Regions from separate parts of the Sus scrofa genome. Here region 2 is linked to region 1. Evidence: chromatin contacts called from public HiChIP or PLAC-seq data. All regions are on one chromosome and are shown on one strand. The core of a region is the stretch at or near the end of the contact, and the rest is flanking DNA. Distances in the headings are between cores, read along the strand shown. Region 1 holds the start of TTN (titin). Region 2 overlaps CCDC141 (coiled-coil domain-containing protein 141).

Evidence for each region. HiChIP or PLAC-seq counts read pairs in DNA pulled down with a chosen protein or histone mark.
Region 2: a contact with region 1 is called in an H3K27ac HiChIP or PLAC-seq map of skeletal muscle, with 7 times the contacts expected there. The contact joins the enhancer-like site here to the promoter of TTN in region 1. A contact is called at or near these places in 1 of 5 promoter capture datasets (liver), 8 of 47 Hi-C or Micro-C datasets (embryonic fibroblasts, epiblast stem cells, liver and 2 more) and 1 of 2 datasets of contacts at active chromatin or transcription factors (skeletal muscle).

What each region holds. Positions count from the first base shown.
Region 1 is chr15:84,499,856-84,503,092 of Sscrofa11.1, reverse strand. TTN (titin) reads left to right here and starts at 1,773. Exons shown (of 321, transcript XM_021075901.1): 1 at 1,773-2,073.
Region 2 is chr15:84,619,066-84,622,302 of Sscrofa11.1, reverse strand. The region is part of intron 10 of CCDC141 (coiled-coil domain-containing protein 141); the gene reads left to right. Among named protein-coding and RNA genes, the nearest start is that of TTN, 120 kb to the right of the region's middle. Within about 2 kb of position 1,767, at least 1 of the 83 cell types and tissues checked has an H3K27ac peak or open chromatin away from gene starts, as enhancers often do. A contact at or near this core is called in skeletal muscle, where this site is marked.

The DNA.
Region 1 (3,237 bases), core at 524-3,023:
TAAGTGTGTAAATACCAAAACACAAGACTCGACAATGCTGCAAAGTTTAGAAACGTCCAAGGACAGCAAATAGACAAGCACCTTTGGAGGACAGATACTTGACCTTGTGTCTATGACATATGGTCCATCTTCCCTGATCTGGAGCTCTCTGAATTGCACCAGGTCAAGATGACACACACTTCAAGATTCTGTTTGTTCATTCCGTCTAGTTCCCATAAGAATTAAAGTGGTTTGACTTTGGTTCTAACAAACATAATAAGACATTTATATGCTTCATGTTAGGTCAAGTGAATCTAAAAAAAAAAATGTATATATATACATGCACACACCATCACACATACGGGGGCGGGGAGAGAGAGAGAGAGGGAGAAACACAAACATGTACACAAGCACATTTCAAATAGCCAGTTGGTGAACACTGCAAATCAGAAAATCACATGACATTTCTAGTCTTGCTTTGCCTTATGACTGGCAGGTTGCCTGGTACATGTCTTTAGTTGGGAATAATTTTTAAGCTCTATAACATGAAACTAGTTTTTTCTGAATAAAGAAATCAAATAAGATTTTGGTAGAGTCTATAGCGGGAAAAGTGATACCACCAATACAGACATCACTGTTTAAGTAAAGAAAAGAAATCATTAAATAAATACATTATCTAGTCTTTGTAGCTGTAGTACATAAGTTGGCCAGTATATTTTAGTTCTGTTTAATGTTAAAAAGTTTATCACAATAGAAATAATTACAAAGTATGAAATAAGAAGTTGGAAAGTCTAATCCATGGCCAAGTTCTTCTGCATCAGGAGATATTTTTATTTCAGACATAAATAAATTTAACTTAAATTTTAAGATTTTAGCCTACTTTATTAAGAAAAATCTCTTTTCATTATCAACCAGACAATTTTCTTCCCTCTTTGTGAAGTTTTACAAATCTCTCAGCTGAACTATTATAAAGCTCTTTTGGTATGCTCTTTTGTATTTGAAACATCTCTTGCTTGAAATTAAATTCAGTCCTAAAATAGCAACTCTATCATCTCCTAACCACTTCCCATTGTAACAGCAAACTCCAGAGATTAGTAAAGCAGCCTTCATGTGCCCAAAAAAGAATCCTATGGATGATTTAAACAATAGACTTGGCTACTCATTAAAAATCAGTGCAGGTATATTTGTAAATATTAAAGCCAAAAAAATGAAATCTGAAAAAAAGAAATCATTATACTCTACAGACTGAATCTAAGCAGAGTTCAGATTTTGTCTTTCAACATTACTTCTTGCAGGGCTGTATAAACACTTAGCTCATTAACATTGGCTTAATTCTCTCTGAACTGCAAGTGGATTCTGGAGAACCCAGAGAGTATAAATGAGCTCCCCTCAATGCTGAGGTTTTTAGGCACTGATTTTCCAAAGAAGGTGAGGTGTTATCCATGAGATAAATTCCTTCATCTGTTGTCTTGATTGACAGTTCCATTTGGTTGGTTGCATGGGGGAAGGGAATAGGAACGAGGCCTGAGGCAGGGCAGAGCCCTCAGGTTTGGGGCTTTTTATATGATTGCCCACAAGTGTCTTCAACTGTCACAAACTCTCCTCAGACCACCGTTTTCAGATTTTAACAGGAGTAGCAAGTGCTCTTCTTTAAGTCTCAACAGTTATTCTTTAAATACGGTTCTATTTCCTTGGGAAAGCCTCTTTTGAGGTGCTAAATTTAGCACTGCCAATCAGAGGAACAGGTGGTATGAGCCACTACCAAATAGGTCTCTCTCCCAGCATGCCTTCCCAGGAGAGCCAATCACCGGGTGCCCAGCTGAAGGATGTGGGGCTGTCAGCAGATCTGGCAAATATAAGGGCAGGGCCCAACCCTGGCTCTTGAGCAGTCGTGCATTCCCAGCCTCGCCTCGGGTGTAGGGATTGCATAGAAAAGCAAAACTACACAGTCCTAACTGTGTAGTTTTGTTTTTAAGTTTAGAGGCTCACCGATTCATGTTGGAGATGGTCGAAAAAACCAACTCTAGATAGGACGTCGTTTCAGAAGTAACCTTGGGCTTAGTCCCACCCTTTTGGGCACTCTTGAGAAATCAGGTGAGCAGCATTTCTTTTTCTTATTCATAGAGTCCCTTCCTTATTAATTTCTAGATCCCAAGTATCTTTCTTTGCTAAATGCCTCCATAGAGAGGATTGTCTAAATACTTAGTGCTAATCCACTATTTGAATCTGCTTGTTCGATTTGGTTTTAAAATATGTGAATTCTTTTATTTAAAAAGCTCAATCTTTTAGCATAGTGGTGCAGTCAGTGATTCAGAGTGTTTAAATGGTGATAGAAATGTTTGCTACTTTTATAGACTTTTTTTTTTTTTTTTTGGTCTGTTGAGAATGTTCAAGGTTATATTACTCAGTGATAAAGTGAGACACACCAAGAATAGCTCTGATAAAATGCATGTGCTATCGGCTACACCCTGATGACTTTTTAAGGGAATCAACTGCTGAGGTATCAGTTGCAGGACAGTGACAGAACACTTGCCTGCTGTCAGTCATCGCTGGAGAGTTTATTTTGGGAACATGACATTTTAGATGCATACCTTCAGACCTAATTAGACAAAGGCCTCTCTAGAGCAAGTGCCAAAGCAACCAAATTTACCTAAAAGATGGGACTAGAAGACCAATTTATGGCAGTTAATTACAATACATTTAGAAATTTTGAAGAAAAAAGGAAAGCTCTATAACTGTTTTCTAAAATACCCAGAATTTTATCATGCACTTTAATTCAACTCAGTCAAATTAGATGAGGTGAGATAAATGGTGATGCTAAGAAGGGTAAGAAATAATGTTTTAGAGGCTTCTTGTTTCAAATTCGACCTTGGTTTCCCATCTTCCTGGAATTAGATTACAAATTCTAAATGCCCACAAATAGATAGGTAAATAAAATATGAATGGTGTAAAAGAATACAGCTATTTTTAGAAGATTCACTACTTTAGAAATAGGAAAAGTTAGACACAAAGTTATTTCTGTGTCCTAAAGATAATATGCTACATTAAGAAGTTCTTGACAACAGTTTCACACAAAAAAAAAACTTTTGGATATTATCTGAATTTTTTAAATGTAAATTTTATTGTCTCAGAGAATTCTAGTTTCATTTTCTTTTTAACTAAGTAAAAAAGTTACAGTAAAGTACAGAATTATCACTAGAAGGATTATTGCTCCATAAAGTTTTAATAAGTAGAGAATTTTATGAAAAATAGTAATGA
Region 2 (3,237 bases), core at 518-3,017, 120 kb before region 1:
TATTTGTTCTAGTTCTCTGTAAAGTATCATGAATATTTTTATAGGGATTGCATTAAATCTATGAGTTGCTTTAAGTAGTATGGACATTTTGTAATATTAATACAAGATATTTTTCCACTTCTTTGGGTCATCTTCAGTTTCCTTCATCAGTTTTTCATAGTTTTCAGAGTTCAGGTTTTTCACCTTCTTGATTAAGTTTATTCCTAAGTATTTTATTCTTTTTGATGTGATTTTAAATGAGATTGTTTTCTTGATTTCTCTTTCTGGTAGTTAATTATTAGTGTACAGAAGAGCAACAGACTTGCGTGTGTTAATTTTGTATCCTGCAACTTTATTGAATGCTACTGATGCTTTTTGTAACCAGATTCAAGCGGAGATTGAGCCATGTAATTCAAGAACCTAAGATCCTCCCTTTTCATTTTAAAGTTATCTACTGTGTTTAGTGATCCTATTTGCTAAATCACTTAGTAACAAATACAAATATAGCTTGTCAGCACTGGATGAGAGCTGACTGGAGAAAAGTTTCTCTAATTACCAGATGTTGCTAAGAGTTATGAGTACCTGGCCTGAAATAGGAACATAACACCTATTATAATAATTCATCTTGATCTCCTCAAATTTTCATCTTTCATGATTATAGATGATCTTATTTATTATATTTCTAGCATGATGACAAAAAAGAATCTCTAGTTAGCATGTATTGATTACCTGAAAAGTTATTTATCATTGTTTAGGAAATGTGGTTTGAATCAAACAGAGATAAATATATATATTTCAAAAGCAGAACAGTAGGAGCCTCTATTTATATGACAGTGATGATTGAACCTAAAGCTATAAATCATGGCTGATGGGTCACAAAGTTTCACTCCCATGCTTTCCAGTCCCAGGCATATGATTTCATTGGGGATAGTAAGGAGGGGAGACTGAGTCCAAAACCACATGATCTGGTTCTTGGGTGATCAGCCTATAAGCTCAGATGAAGCAAAAGTTGGGGCAGCCAGAAAAACACATCAGAAGCACTTTTAAATGTGCTAATTATCATGGCTTCTAACTGCTTCTGCCATCACCTCTGAAAAGTTGATGTCTTTTAAAAAGATGTTGTTGCTTTTTCAAGATATTTATAGTGATACATACATAAAAGTAAACCTATAGCAGTATTGTTTCAGATGAAAACAAAATAATTAAGCTTTGAGTTTGGTACATTTTTAGAATACACACTATTCTACTTTTTTTCCAAATAGATACATTTTAGCCCAGAGGTGGGCACACTTATAATGGTCCAGTTTCAGGACAGATGGAAAGAAGAAATCTGTCCAAGTAGAGAATCCAAAAAATATTATCCAGAAGGAGTTTGTTGAGGTGATAAAAATGAATTCAAGAAATTAAACTAATTGTCATTAGACATCAAGGAAACTGTAATTACTTTCAGTTGCATAATTTTTAAGCAGCCTGCCCCAGATTTCTTATTTCCAAATCAACTTCCCTTTCTCCTAGAAAAACAGTTTGCTTTACCACCTCCCTTCTTTCACGTTTGCATTCAGTTAATATGTTATATACCCATTGTTGTCATGCATCATGAGTACCTAACTAAAGCAATGAAATATATAATCCTTGCCTTCAAGACCCATCAGCCTAGTTTAGAGGAGAGACAGGGAAACAGAAGTGTTGTGTGCTGTGGGAAAGGTCAAGATGGAGTAATCCTAGAGCGTCAGGGAACACAGAGAAGATATCCCAACCTGACCCGGGGAAAGTGTCAAGCAAGGCTTCTCTAGACGAGGAGACTAGTGAGCTAAATCTGGAAGGTTGCATGGTAGAGTGTCTGTGCCATGTCTGGGGAACCTAAGGTAATTTATTTTGCCAGGAGTGTAGGATGTAAGCTGAGATTGATGAGAGGCAGAAAGTGATAGAGAGGCAGGGGGATCAGGAAGGTGCTAAGGAGCTTCTATTTTGTGTTAAACATGTCCTTATATATGCAGAGGTATTCAGGTCTTGAAAAAGTCATGATGAGACAAGCCTCCTCATATATAAGTAGATGATATCTTAATTTACTCTCCGCCTGTACTCCCCCTCAGAATGGTTTTAAAAGCTTTGCTTTTAGGGCTCAGGGACAGGCTATTTAAACTACATTAAATATTTGATATAAACACAGCTAAATCATTGATAATACAATTATTAAATATCTATCTAAAATAGAAAAATTACCAAAATCAAGGAATACATTTAATGTCTTACATGTCTCATGATAGCCCCCAACTCAGGGGCTTTATTTATTTAATAATTTAATAATTATTATATTTAATAATCTTGTAATCAAGACACTCAATTTTATTGTCACTCACTCATGAGTATCTTTCACAATAAAGTTATTCACCGACATCTAGGGCATAAATGTTTTAATTGGTTTCCCTTCCATGCATAATTTCAGACTGTTTCACCCCTCCATTGGCAATAAATATATTCTTCTTTGCATTACAGATATTTCTGGATAGATTTACTTCCCTTTGCTAAATTAAAATTCCTTCATGGAAAGAAGCATGTCCATTTTACTTTATGTTTACTAGAACACTCAGAACAGTGTCTTCCAGATAGTACATCTCAGTAATTAGAGTGATTGAAAGTGGCGGAATATTAGACACCATGGAGTTTCAAGGCCAACTAACTACACTACATTGTTAGTAAGAGATTCTCTTGATCCAAGGTAATTGGGATGAGATCGTTTTGAAAGAGAGCTGAATTACTTGAATACACAAGGAACACAAAAGTCAAGCTCAGTCTCTGTGCCATATCTGAGAAAGAGATTGGCACTGTAGAAAGAGACTTGTCATCACCCATATCACCTCCTCTGAGAGGTGTCAAGGCAGCATTCGTTGCTTGTTTCTTATTATCCCCATAGTATTTCTCTGGGCTCCCTAGAGGGAGATTATGTCTTAATCATCTTCGGATGCCACCTAGTGTTCTAAACATTTTGTTGGATGAATGAGTAAATGATTGGCCATAGGACAACTCAATTTACATTTTGAGTCTGAGTTTCTCATTTCTAAAATGGTCTAACAATTCCTAGCTACTTCAGGGAATATTCAGTAATGCAAGTCCTTAAAATTGGTGATAAATGTCCAAAATCTTTTCAGGGGAGAATTGGGGTGTAAATAAATGAATGGAATTGTGAAATGTTAAGCAAATGTTTAGAAACATTTGCCAGGATGACACTTTTGTAAAATAATATAATGGATTTTGGAG